Linked DNA regions of Mus musculus: regions 1 and 3 are each linked to region 2. Evidence: chromatin contacts called from public HiChIP or PLAC-seq data. All regions are on one chromosome and are shown on one strand. Each heading gives the region's core, a stretch centred on a gene start, on an enhancer-like site or on the middle of the called end of the contact. The rest is flanking DNA. Distances are from core to core; before and after follow the strand shown. Region 1 overlaps Camkmt (calmodulin-lysine N-methyltransferase). Region 2 holds the start of Lrpprc (leucine-rich PPR-motif containing). Region 3 overlaps Camkmt (calmodulin-lysine N-methyltransferase).

What was found. HiChIP or PLAC-seq counts read pairs in DNA pulled down with a chosen protein or histone mark.
Region 1: an H3K27ac HiChIP or PLAC-seq map of extraembryonic endoderm stem cells shows a contact between it and region 2, with 3 times the contacts expected there. The contact joins the enhancer-like site here to the promoter of Lrpprc in region 2. A contact is called at or near these places in 1 of 39 promoter capture datasets (hippocampal neurons) and 4 of 115 datasets of contacts at active chromatin or transcription factors (the SCID.adh cell line, embryonic stem cells and extraembryonic endoderm stem cells).
Region 3: a contact with region 2 is called in an H3K27ac HiChIP or PLAC-seq map of embryonic stem cells, with 3 times the contacts expected there. The contact joins the enhancer-like site here to the promoter of Lrpprc in region 2. A contact is called at or near these places in 2 of 39 promoter capture datasets (hippocampal neurons and liver) and 6 of 115 datasets of contacts at active chromatin or transcription factors (the SCID.adh cell line, bone marrow-derived macrophages, embryonic stem cells and 1 more).

The regions. Positions count from the first base shown.
Region 1 is chr17:85,160,163-85,164,296 of GRCm38.p6, forward strand. The region is part of intron 3 of Camkmt (calmodulin-lysine N-methyltransferase); the gene reads left to right. Gm36826 (a long non-coding RNA gene) reads left to right here. Exons shown (of 3, transcript XR_877067.3): 1 at 1-79; 2 at 728-824; 3 at 1,876-3,799. Among named protein-coding and RNA genes, the nearest start is that of Gm36826, 4.2 kb to the left of the region's middle. Within about 2 kb of position 2,504, at least 39 of the 459 cell types and tissues checked have an H3K27ac peak or open chromatin away from gene starts, as enhancers often do. A contact at or near this core is called in embryonic stem cells and extraembryonic endoderm stem cells, where this site is marked.
Region 2 is chr17:84,788,011-84,792,267 of GRCm38.p6, forward strand. Lrpprc (leucine-rich PPR-motif containing) reads right to left here and starts at 2,776. Exons shown (of 38, transcript NM_028233.2): 1 at 2,355-2,776. The coding sequence starts at 2,503.
Region 3 is chr17:85,187,369-85,191,407 of GRCm38.p6, forward strand. The region is part of intron 3 of Camkmt (calmodulin-lysine N-methyltransferase); the gene reads left to right. Among named protein-coding and RNA genes, the nearest start is that of Gm36826, 31 kb to the left of the region's middle. Within about 2 kb of position 2,388, at least 23 of the 459 cell types and tissues checked have an H3K27ac peak or open chromatin away from gene starts, as enhancers often do. A contact at or near this core is called in embryonic stem cells, where this site is marked.

The sequences.
Region 1 (4,134 bases), core at 1,254-3,753, 370 kb after region 2:
TCTTCCCTCTGTCTCAAGTTCTGAGGAACAGGCATGTGCTACCTACCCGTGCAATCTGATTGTCAACAAATCTTCAAAGGTAATAAAAACCCTTCTGAGCCTGAGGACAGGCTGACGGGGGGTGGGGGGGTGGGGGGGGTGGGGTGGGGGTGGGTTTGTCTTTAGTTGCCAACCTTTCAGGGCAGTACCAGTAAATCTTGGGGCTATGTCATTATATAGTAAACAATGAAAATAACTTATACCCATAATAATGACCTTATATCCAGAAAAAAATAATGATTTTAAAAAATAGATTTATTTTATATATGTGAGTACATTGTAGCTCTCTTCTGACACACCAGAAGAGGGCTTTGGATCTCATTACACATGGTTGTGAGCCACCATGTGGTTGCTGGGAATTGAACTCAGGACCTCTGGAAGAGCAGTCAGTGCTCTTAACCGCTGAGCCATCTCTCCAGCCCAGTGATACTCATTTAAAGAAGGCATAAAGTATCATGTCCTAGATCTTTAACAAATAAATCAACATAAACTTTTGATACTTATAGTGGTGTTCTGTTCTAGACACCTGTAAGATTCAAGTTTTGAAATCCTTCATTTCATAATTCATACAATGAAAGGTTATTTTACAAGTGGATTTTATGAACCATTTTATGTTCATAAGTGTTTAGTGTGGTTTTGCAGGAGGAGCTAATGATCCAATCTGTGCTGAGAGATGTTTTCTCTCTAGCCGCGGGGCGGAGGGTGCGCTGCAGTTGTCCTCCCATCCAGGACACAGAGATGGAATTCCGGAAAGGGGAATTTGAAGACTCCTCTGCAGACGTCAGGTGTGTGAGGGCGGGGTCTGTAGCTCTGCAGCAATGCCCCTGTCCAACGAGTGTGAGGCAGTGGGTTCAATTGACAGCACCACAGATGGGAAGATGGATAGATGGATGGATGGATGGATGGATGGATGGATGGATGATAGATAGAGAGATAGATAGGTAGATAGATAGATAGATAGATAGATAGATGGATAGGTAGAAGAGATACTGATTAGTAGTAGTAGTTTGGTTAAATATAGGTTAAACAAGGTCTGTGTTCAGTGTGATCGAATTGTTGGTAGCACCCAGTCACTGTTTCCAGTATTCTGTGGCACCCAACTGAGTTTTATGATGATTTTTTTTTATGATGTTAATCTTTTGGAACTTTTTTTTGTTGTTGTTTTTTTGAGACAGGGTTTCTCTGTATAGCCCTGGCTGTCTTGGAACTCACTTTGTAGACCAGGCTGGCCTCGAACTCAGAAATCCGCCTGCCTCTGCCACCCGAGTGCTGGGATTAAAGGCGTGTGCCACCAGTGCCCAGCCATTTTGGAACATTTAAAAAAATTTTTTTATTTATTTTCTGTACATGAGTACACAGTAGCTGTCTTCAGACACACCAGAAGAGGGCATCAGATCCCATTACAGATGGTTGTGAGCCACCATGTGGTTGCTGGGAATTGAACTCAGGCCCTCTGGAAGAGCAGTGAGTGTTCTTAACCGCTGAGCCATCTCTCCAGCCCCCTTTTGAAACATTTTTTTTAAAGATTTATTTATTTATTATGTAAGTACACTGTAGCTGTCTTCAGACACTCCAGAAGAGGGTGACCCCTCTCCTCTTCTGGATCTCGTTATGGATGGTTGTGAGCCACCATGTGGTTGCTGGGATTTGAACTCAGGACCTTCGGAAGAGCAGTCAGTGCTCTTAACCGCTGAGCCATCTCTCCAGCCCCTTTTGAAACATTTTAACATTTATTTTACAGCATTTATGTAGCAATAATTTAAAAACTTTTCAAGAATAGACTCCCATTTGGAATTTTCAAGCTCATTCATCATTGTCTGCATCTTGTTACGCTAGGAAAATGACTGACAGGTGGAAATGCACAAATGCTGACTGTGTATGTGTAGCTCAGCATGCGATGTGCAACCCTGAAGAATGAACGAACGAACGAACGAACGAACAAACGAACGAACGGCCTACTTAAACTACCTTTCCCGCTCTCCCACGGTCAGGCGATGCAGTTATGAGGTAATTGAGTAGGACTCAGAGAGCTATGCCTCCTTGTTTCCTACCTTTCCCGCTCTCCCACGGTCAGGCGATGCAGTTATGAGGTAATTGAGTAGGACTCAGAGAGCTATGCCTCCTTGTTTCCTACCTTTCCCGCTCTCCCACGGTCAGGCGATGCAGTTATGAGGTAATTGAGTAGGACTCAGAGAGCTATGCCTCCTTGTTTCCTACCTTTCCCGCTCTCGCACGGTCAGGCGATGCAGTTATGAGGTAATTGAGTAGGACTCAGAGAGCTATGCCTCCTTGTTTCTAGTTTTGCTGACCTCTGGGACTTTCTTTTTAGGTCAGTTCCTTTAGGGTCACAGGGCAGAGGTCATCTCCATCAGAAAGGGGCTTAGGAACAGAGCACACTTACTTTATCCTTTTACCATGTTTGTCTAACCGGAAGTTCCTGGAGTCAAGTGATCCCTCAGCCTCTGGTCTCCTGAGTAACTGAGACTGAAGTTGTGTGTCACAGTCTCTTAAGTAGCGCATTCATTCCCTTCCCCTCGCTGCCCTCCCCTCCCTTTCTGTCCCCTCCCCTTCCCTCTTCTTTCTTTGTTGATTTTTGAGATAGACTGTCTTTATAGTCTAGGATGGCCTTGAACTTTGCCAGCCCATCCTAGGCATTCCCGTTCATGTTCCACAGATGTACCCTCACTCTCACCATTCTGTGCTATGGTTGCTGATTTTAAGCCACAAAACCTTTGTCCCTTGTTTTTTCTCATTAACCATTTTTTTTTAAATGGCATTATTTTTCCAACGAACTCCTTTTAAGTTGGAGGGGTCAGAATTCTCCCTTTATAGCTGTATTGATATTTCTGCTTTTTCTCAAAATAGCTTGTGTTACATCAGCCCTTCTGCCTGAATTCCACACCTTGAGAGAGGAATGTGCGCATTCAGTGCTGTGCCTGTCCCCACCCAGGTTACGCCCTACCCTGTCTTTGTCCCAGCTCCACTTTCTTGGTAACTTTTCCTGCTCACTTGCTGTCTGTTTAAATGTCAGAACACTTTCCCTGTGACTCAGTACATATTTATATTCCAGTCTCTTTTTCTGTTTGAGACGTCTTCATGCTCTTCATGGCTTTTGATTTGACTTGCTAGAAAATAGTTATCCTTTGCCCACATCATGAGTTTTCAGGATTATAAAACTCTTTGACCTTTAAACTATGACTAACAATCTGCTGCAATCATTGCTGGTAGGTGAGAAGATGCAGACTAAACTGTGAGTGAGCTACAAGATCAGAGTGCTGACTCTCTGGCCTGAATCTTCACCATTCTCATCGAGAGAGTAGCTCTCGTTGCCAAGGCCGTGGATCTTAATTTACTTGGTATTGTGTTGTATTCTAGCATGTTCTAGGACAAGAATATCCTCCTTCCTTCCTCTCTCTCTCTCTCTTTCTCTCTCTCTCTCTTTCTTTCCTTTCTTGAAGGTTTCTCTGTATAACCAGGTTGGCCTCGAACTCAGAGATCCAACCAGCCTGTGGTCCCCACAAGTGCTGGGATTAAAGGTGTGCAGCACCACTGCCCAGCTAAATATAGTGTTTTATGGAGTCATCAAATATACATGCTTAACTGTATAAAAAAAGCAGTTATAATTTCTTAACCCAATACAGAATAAGTAATACCCTTTAATTTGTTGAGTTTTTCTCCTGCTTCCCCCATATCTCTGTATCTATCATCTATTTTTATCTATCTATCTATCTATCTATCTATCTATCTATCTATCTATCTATCTATCCATCTCTCTATCATCTATGTATCTATCATCTATCTGTCTTATCTATTTTTAATCTATCATCTATGTATCTATCACCTATGTATCTATATATCTATGTATTTATGTATCTATGTATGTATGTATCTATCATCTATCTTATCTATTTATAATCTATCATCTAAATATCTATCATCTATGTATCTATCATCTATCACCTATCTATGTATCTATGCATCTGTGTATCTATCTATCCATCTATATCTATATATCATCTATCAAACATCTATTTATCTAATATCTATCTATCTATCTATCTATCTACCTATCTATTGCTTTATCTATCTAACATC
Region 2 (4,257 bases), core at 1,526-4,025:
AATGGGGCTGGGGAGGTGGCTCAGCAGTTAAGAACACTTCCTGCCAAGTGACCCAAGTTCAGTACCCAGAACCCACGTCAGTACAACTCCAGGGGCCTCGACACCTTCTGAAGGCACCACACACACAAACACATACAACAGAAAGAATATTTTTTTTCTAAATAGTTAAGATTCTGGTCATATGGTACACACATTTTATTCCAGCACTTGGAAGGCAGAAACAGGTCGTTCTCTGTGAGTTTAAGTCCCAAAACAGCCAGGTATCTATATACAGATACTGTATCAAAAAAAAAAAAAGTAAGAAATGGAACGAAGCCTCAGGTGCAGTGTGAAAACAGTGTGCGACAGGGAATGAGAAGCTAGCAAAGGAGACAGGAAACCATGGGCAAGAAAGAGAGCAAGTGGGACGCTTCTAGAATAAATAGAATCCTGAGAAAGGTTGTGTTTTCCACACAGGCTTAGAAGCTGTGGGATAGGAGACTGGCCGGAAAGTGTTCAAAGTCCAGAGAAAGAGAACAAATACTACTTCACTGGCTGCCATGACCTAACACGCGTTAACAAGACCACGTACTATGCTTGAGCAGTTTCCTCTCTACGGGGAAACACGCGTGTGGGGAAACACGTGCGTGGGTCACCCCGGCATAGTCATGTTACTGCTTACAGCTTTTCTTCCATTTATCTTTTGTATGTGCATGGATACTGTGGAGGTCACAGACAAGTTGTGGGAGCCGTTCTCTCCTTCCATGTGGGTCCTGCAATCAAACAAAGGTCACCAGGCTTGCAGAGAAAGTACCTTTTCTTGATGAGCCACCATGCTGGCTGACCCCATGCAGCCAGTTTTTCGGATCGTGGGAGAGACAGCTTCTGAAGAGACACCCGGATGCTGAATGACTGAACAAGCTTTACAAAGACACCCAATGCCCTCCCTTACAGACAAGTCAGAACCAGGGGAGCTTGGTCAAAGGTCCATCCGAGTATGCAGCGAGGAAGTGGAACCCGGGTCTGATGAACACACAGATGTGTCACTAAAATGTGTTCAGTTTCTGCCAAACCCAACAGCAAACATCAATGCCTGCACTGTAGCAGCACTAGCCCTGGCCCCGAGGGGCCTCGGGTGAAGGACTAGATTCTAGTCACTAGAGGAAAGCTAAAGGAACCAGCACTGCTGTCTCAGAAGACATGAAAGTTAGGGCATGATTTCACTGTTCAAGCCTACCACAAAAATAGAGGCAAGACCCTAACTTACAAATAAGCATCTCTCCAAAGACAACCAAGTTGTTCAGACATCATGAAGCATTTCCTTCATCTATCTAGTTATACGCCGTGCCGGGCTGGCCCGTGAAGACAGTTACTTCTATTACAGTGTTATTATAATATACATCAAGCCCTGTATCTCATGAAATAGTCCTAACCTTATACGGTGTCCACCTGTGTACCTAAAGAAACTTAAGGCCTGGGCTGCTGAGTGATTTGTCCAATAGCCTAATGCAAATAAGCCAAAGCACCCTCAGTCCATGGCTCCCCACTCCAGATCATACTTCCTAAGTCTGTTTGCTAGACCCCAAAGTTCTAGTGTGGGGTGTACAACTGTCAATTTCTTTCCGGTACTAAAACCTAAGCACCCAACCTTCCTTTATCAGTTGTCAAGAATATCTATGTTCTTTAAGTGAACATACTTGTTTCCCTATAACCTCAATCCAGAAAGGCATATACTCACAAAAATACATGACACTAACTAGGAACTTAACTTGTTTTTGCAGTAGGTACATAGATCCCAACAGAGCACCTTGCACGCGTCCTTTAATCCATTCTAGTGTGACAATCTCCAACCCATGACATCTGTGTAAATACTGAAGGAAAATTCCACTCAGCACAACGCAAGCAAAAACCCGAACTGGCCATGATCAAATGTCAAGTTCTAAACTATCCCTAGATCACTAGAACTTCAAACCCCAATCCCAAGAAAAAGAAAATGAAAAACCAAAGCCTCGTAAGACTACAGACTAGCAGGTTACTGGTCACCAGCGTGCGAGAGCACCCAGGAAGGGTACTCCTAAGGAAAGGCACAACGCCTGTCCCCACCTCAGCCCCATCCACTCCCCCAAAGCCATTGAGCTTCACGGGCCTTTCCAAAGCTAGAGCAGGCAGAGACCTCAAGCAGCAAGCCGGAAGCCAGCCATGCCCTCGACCATGACCTTCTCAAGACTCTCAACCTTGTCACCCCAAACCACTGGCAAAGCATGGGGGAGGGGGTGGCCTCATGCCTGAGAAGCCGGGACCACGGAATTGGAGCAAACGAGCAGGACACCAGCCCGTCCACCGCAGCCAGTCAGGAGGAAGGGTCCGGTACTCACCCTGCAGCCGGCCGGCTACCAACAGCCGCGACCCGGACGACGGAGGACAGCCGGCCCGGGACGCCCGCAGGGAGGCGCAGGGACAGCGGGAGGCGCGGGGCCGCCGCGGCCCCGAGCAGCCAACGCGCGGGTCTCAGCAGGGCTGCCATGGCTCAGCGTACCCAAGGCAGGATAGGATGCACGCTCCTGCAGAGGACCTGGAGGAGCACGTGACGACCCGGTCGCCCCTAGTGGGACAAACTAAGGACCGAGGGCGTCCAGCGGAGGAGGAGGCAGATCCCCGCCAAGGCTCACGGGAGAGGCAAGCCGAGTTCGCGGGATACCCTGGATCCGCCTTCTGTTTTACTATACATTGTTTTTTGTCTTCCGTTCACAGTGTCCCTGTTCCCTTGTCCAGCGCCCCGGCTCTCAGCGAGCCTGGCGACAACACCCCTCCACTTTGAAGTTGGTAGAGCCCACTAGAGGTCGGCTCCGCCCATGCGCGCGCAAGGGCTTGTGGGGGGCCAACTAGGAGCGACACCGAGGGTTGCTGGGAAGGGCCGACCGTGCAGATCCCGGGGTGCCTACGACGTTCCAGCCTTGCGCCTCGGTTGCTACCGAGCCGCTGCCCTAGCTGCTCAGTGACGTAGTTCCTGCCGTAGCTCTCAGAAACGGCGGCCAGAGAAAAGCTTGACGAAGAGAACTGGGAGGCTGTGGACCTCCAGGTTAGCTACATGCTATTTGTGTGACTGGGGATGGGGTAGATAAATATACAGAACTCATCCTAAGTGCCTCGCTTCATGAAATCAATGGATTCTAATAAAGGTCGTATAATTTTAAATGTCAAGGTTGAAGTTTCTTTTTCTCAGTGCCCCGCTCCTTCCAGTTAATGCACTAAGCAACTAAGGTAGTGAGTGGTGCAATTGTCTGAGGATAGGTCTGGAGCTAGGAAAACAAGTTCTTGCCCTCACAGAGCTCGCATACTGAAAGGGTTCCCTGTGCACTCGTGTGAACCCGGGAACAGGTTTCCACTCTACTTAGTTATTCCTTGACTGCTACCAAGTGAACAGTCAAATTCTCCCTCTGCAAGTTTTCCCATGTGGCTGTTTCTTCTGCTAGCCAACAAACTTCAGAGTGCCCAGAATGAGAATGCAGCCTCTTTTATGGCGGAAGCTCGTGATCAGTTGAAGACACTTCGTGCTTTGAGCATTTATTGAATGGATATACGTTCAGAGTTAACTTGGCTTAGCTTTCTTTTGGAGAAGCTAATACCGCCCTGCAAGATGAAGTTACTCTGAGTTACTATAGAGCACTATGATAGAATATAATTCATTCTCTCATTCAGCATTAGTACTATTTATTGAGCACATATTTTGTGTCAGGCACTATTTGGAATGCTGGGAATACAACATGGGGGGGGGGATCTCAATTTAGACAAAATTCCGTACATCTAAAGAAACATAAGAATTGTGATATAAATAAAAGATTAAGGTAGGTTACGGTCTGTGGTGATTAATCTTGATAGGATTTACTATCACCTTGGAAACCAGACTTTAAGCCAGTGAGGGAGTTTTTACATTGGATTAGTTGAAGTGGCAAGACCCACCCTGAATGTGAATGACACCACTGGGTCCCACTGAGTGTAGGTGTGACGCAAAATCATTTGCTTTTTTAAAAAAATATATTTATTTTATTATGTGTATGAGTGTTTTGCCTGCATGTATGTGTGTAACCACAAGTGTGCCTGGTGCCCTTGAAGGTCAGGAGAGGGCTTCAGATGTCCTGGGAGTGCAGTTAGAGACAGATACAAGCTGCTGTGGTGGTTGCTGGGAAACGAACCTACCAGCAGAATGCAGAGAGTCCAGGCATTTGCCACACCCAAGGAAGGCTAGGGCTCTGGATGCAAATGTGAAACGAGGTTGGT
Region 3 (4,039 bases), core at 1,138-3,637, 400 kb after region 2:
ACCCTGTCCTATCTCATTGCCTCATCACTTAAGAATGTCCTGGAGAGAGATAATGTGTGACTGTTGGTAGAGATCCACCTGCTTGTTTTCCTGTGCGTCCCTTCAGATCAAAGCTAGCATGTCCTTTGAAACCTTTCTTTTGTTTCTTATTATATAGCATGCAGTACCTGAAACACTATTGCTTTGGATTTTGATACGAAACAAGACGAATCACTGTTTGAGAGAAAAGAATGGGGGTTACCTTGCTTGATTTAAAGAAAAGATTTCTTGGTAATATGTTTAAGACATCTAAGATGCCTTTTGTCCTTGGAGCAGCTCTGCAGTTCGGTGCTTGAGTCGATATTGCAATTTAATACTGCACCTACAAAGAAAATTACAGTTTTTAAACTGTTTATTCCAAGTGCTTTCAAAATGAAGACACTACAAAAGTGGTAAAAGTGTGCTGTTGAAAAAAATGAAGTAGAAGATTATTAATTCCTTAAAGATCAAGCATATTGCAAATTCAAATGATCCCACTCATTATCAACATGGGGTCTCTCTACAGGTTTGCATATTATAATATGTTCTTAAAATGGGATACATAATGACTTTGTAGATCAACTATTTATATTTCGTAGCAGCTGAATCCCTTTCTTGCTGTGAAATATGTTCATTTTATTGTGATAATATGAATGCATAGGAAGGCAATAAAGGAAATGTTAAATCGTGCTTCATTCAGGTTTTAAAAGAACCCTGTCCATTTTAAAGACTTTCGAGTAACTTAATTTTAAAAAGAAATTGTTTTGTGAAAAGATGCTTGAAAGCGTGTGTTCCATGTAGCAGGTCATCAATGTCTTTTTGAAACTTTTAAGACACTTCAGTGTGTGTGTGTGTGTGTGTGTAGGGTGCACATGCACCATTGCAGGTGTGTGAAAGTCGGAGAATCACTTGAGGGAACCGGTTCTCTTTCCTGCTACGTGGGATTGAATCCGGGCTGTCAGGCTTGGCGGCTGGCTAGCACCTTCTCCCAGCGAATCACCTCACTGACCCAGAGCTTTCTTTGAAATTAAATGATTTCCATGATTGGTCACTAGAAATCTCTAGTTTGTAGCCCACTGAGCTGGTGGCTTTGGACGTGTCTTATAATTTCTCTCTCTGTCCTTTACCTCATCTGTAAGATGGAGGTAATGTTCCATACAGTGTGTAAAGGGTCAGTGCTTGCACATAGAAGGTACCTAGCATAGAGCATAGGGTGGGTACTAACTATAGCATAGTGGTTATGGTCTGAGGGACCTACTACTTAGCAAGTTTTCATGCAGTTATATCAAAGGGAGTCTAAGTGTATGCATGGCATGGCACATGCAAGGAGGTGTGTGTGCATGCATGCATGCGTATGTGTGTGTGTGCGCATGGTGTTAGCCGTTACTAGCTTTTGCCATTTTCTGTAGTAATGGGTAATGGTTCACTACTCCATGAGGATGGTGTTTCTAACGGCACAACGGGCAGTATTCATTTCTGATACAGGCAGACTGAATGTCTGCTACCTGTTACAATGGTTTCTGCTTTGTTTATAATCTTTATTATGTTTTCTTTTGGAGATAGTGAAACCCTTTGTTTCTGTCCTTATTTATAACACTACATAGCTAACATTTAAAATGCTTTATATCTTTGACAATTACAAAACTGTTGGCTATTTTAGTAGACACAGGAGACAGTCAAAGGGAAGTGTCACTTGATGGTTACGATGAAAAGATAAAAGTGAACTCCTTTTCTTTTTAAAGAAAATTATGCCAGCATCTTCAACCCGTGTTGCTACTATTCAAGGTTTGAGTTTACGGTTCCATACAGTAAGTAAGTATATACTCTTGTTCTTAGGATGTGTAAAGTTACAAGAAACCTCATGAAAAGGCCAACTCTGTCATCACTATCCCAGAGGAATGAATTCTGGAAAAAAGGCGGTAGTTTGGGTAACTGGCATTTTGCACTTTCCTAAACCTTCCCCACCACCAGGCCCCGCCCCCGCACCCCCACTCCCGCTCCCGCCCCTTGCCGCGAGTCTCTGCAGAATACCTGTCTTTTCTGGTCTGGTTGGTGCAGAATGGCTGAGTGAGAGCAGATTAGCAATTTGAGCTAGACTTTGTGAGTCTGTTGTTTATCGTCATGAATTTTGCAGAGTTCAAGGAGGTGTTTTTTTTTTTTTTTTTAAATCCTCCCTATCACAAATCACCTAGCAGCTAGATTCAAGCGGAAGTTGGAGTTTATTTTACAAAACATGAAAAAGCTTTTAAACCAACGTCTTTGAGGTAAATCTGTAGCCAAAGTGAGGCCACCTGCTGTTTAGAAAAGTGCTTACACGCTCAGGACATTTCTGTCCCCAGTGGAGGAGCTCGCCGAGTAAAAGACTGCCATTGCAGATCCTGCCCGACAGGTGGCAGCAGTTCCCACAGTTTCAGAGCATAACAATAGCTGGCTCTGTGGCTCCAAGAATAAAGCTGTCATGAACTCATGGGATCTTTATACAGTAAGGGCTCTTCTTTGAAATGTGATACATGAGAAAATTACCATTAGTTTTTAGTTCCCCTTTTAAGGTTTAAGTAGCTTATCTTTTTTTTTCTTTTTGTAAGTTCCATTTTGTATTTGAAATCCTGCCCCCAAACAAGTGTTAACAGCCACTGCTTTTTTTTCTTTTCTTTTTTTTTTTTTTTTTTTTTTTTTTTGTGGTCTTGTATTATAAAGTCTGAGTCTTTGGGTTATCTAAGGGAAAGCTATGCTGCTAACTTCTGTCTCCCTTTTCTTCCCCCCTCCCCGTGCCCTAATTACAAGAATAATCCATTGTTAATTTTGACTGCTGCTGCGGTCTCCGAGAAGGAAATCCTAGCTGCTGTCTGTGCGAGCCTAATTTCCCTGTGCTCAGGAGTTGAGTGGTTAATGGTTTAACAGCGCCATTCACCTTCTAGGAGGCTTTGAACCAAATCGTAGCACCTCTGAGAGACTGATTTTGCAACTGTCTATAAAAAGAAGGGTTTTTGAATAATGCCTGGGGCAGCTTCTGATCCTCTGATAGCCGGCAGCAGCATACCTTTTGGTACACACAGACGCTTCCCCTGTCCGAAATGCCTTGTAGGTGTGGGGAGTGTGGGCTGCTTGTCCATTTTAATGGTAAAAGTGACTACCTAAAATGTATTCCCTGGTAATTGTCTTAATTCATAGAGGTACATTCTTAAGTGAACTCGTCTTTTTAATTCAAATCAAAATAGAATTAAGCCTACCTTCGAAAATGTTTTTTTTCCCAGAAATTCTGTAGCAACCACTGTCTTATTATTCAAATTAATCATCCAGAAACCTTAATGTGATAATTTATTCAAGTTAATATGAAAATCTGAGGATTTTATTTTTTTTAATTTAGAAAAGACTAGGCATTATTTATTTATCCATCTGTCTGCCTGTCCGTCCTCCAGCCATCTACCATGTAGAGATGGTAACAGTGGCCCGTTGTGTGCAGTTCATGAGCATCTTTGTGCATTTTGAAGGGAGTATCTCGAGCTGTTACTGTTTGGAGCTCATTGATTTTTTTTTTTTTTAATCTGTCACCTACATTTTTTTTTGAACTTTGCAGAATTATAGGTTCTTAGAGCGAATCTATTTCTATTAAGTAAGTATAGCATTGAACTATTTCAAATGAAAACATACATCTTCCTGAGCACTATCCACATCCACAGAAATGCATATGTTTAGTTCTGATAGATAAAGGGAATGTGGGATTTCATGTTGTAAAACATTGTTATTCCTTAAGAACAAGGTACATGCCTAAACTTGCCTATCATCTATAGACCGCAGCAGTTAGTCAACGCCTCAGAACAGCATAGGGTGATGTTCCAGTCAGAATCAGGCTCTACTGCCCTATCCACCCAGCGTGTATAAAAGGATGGTAATAAAAGCAAAGACGTTTCCTAAGAATCTCACATGCTCTAAACTGCTACATCTAAATAGTTATTAAGTAGCATTGTCTGCAACTTGAAAAATAGTGGTTTTTAAAGTAACTACTATGAGCAAGAGTATA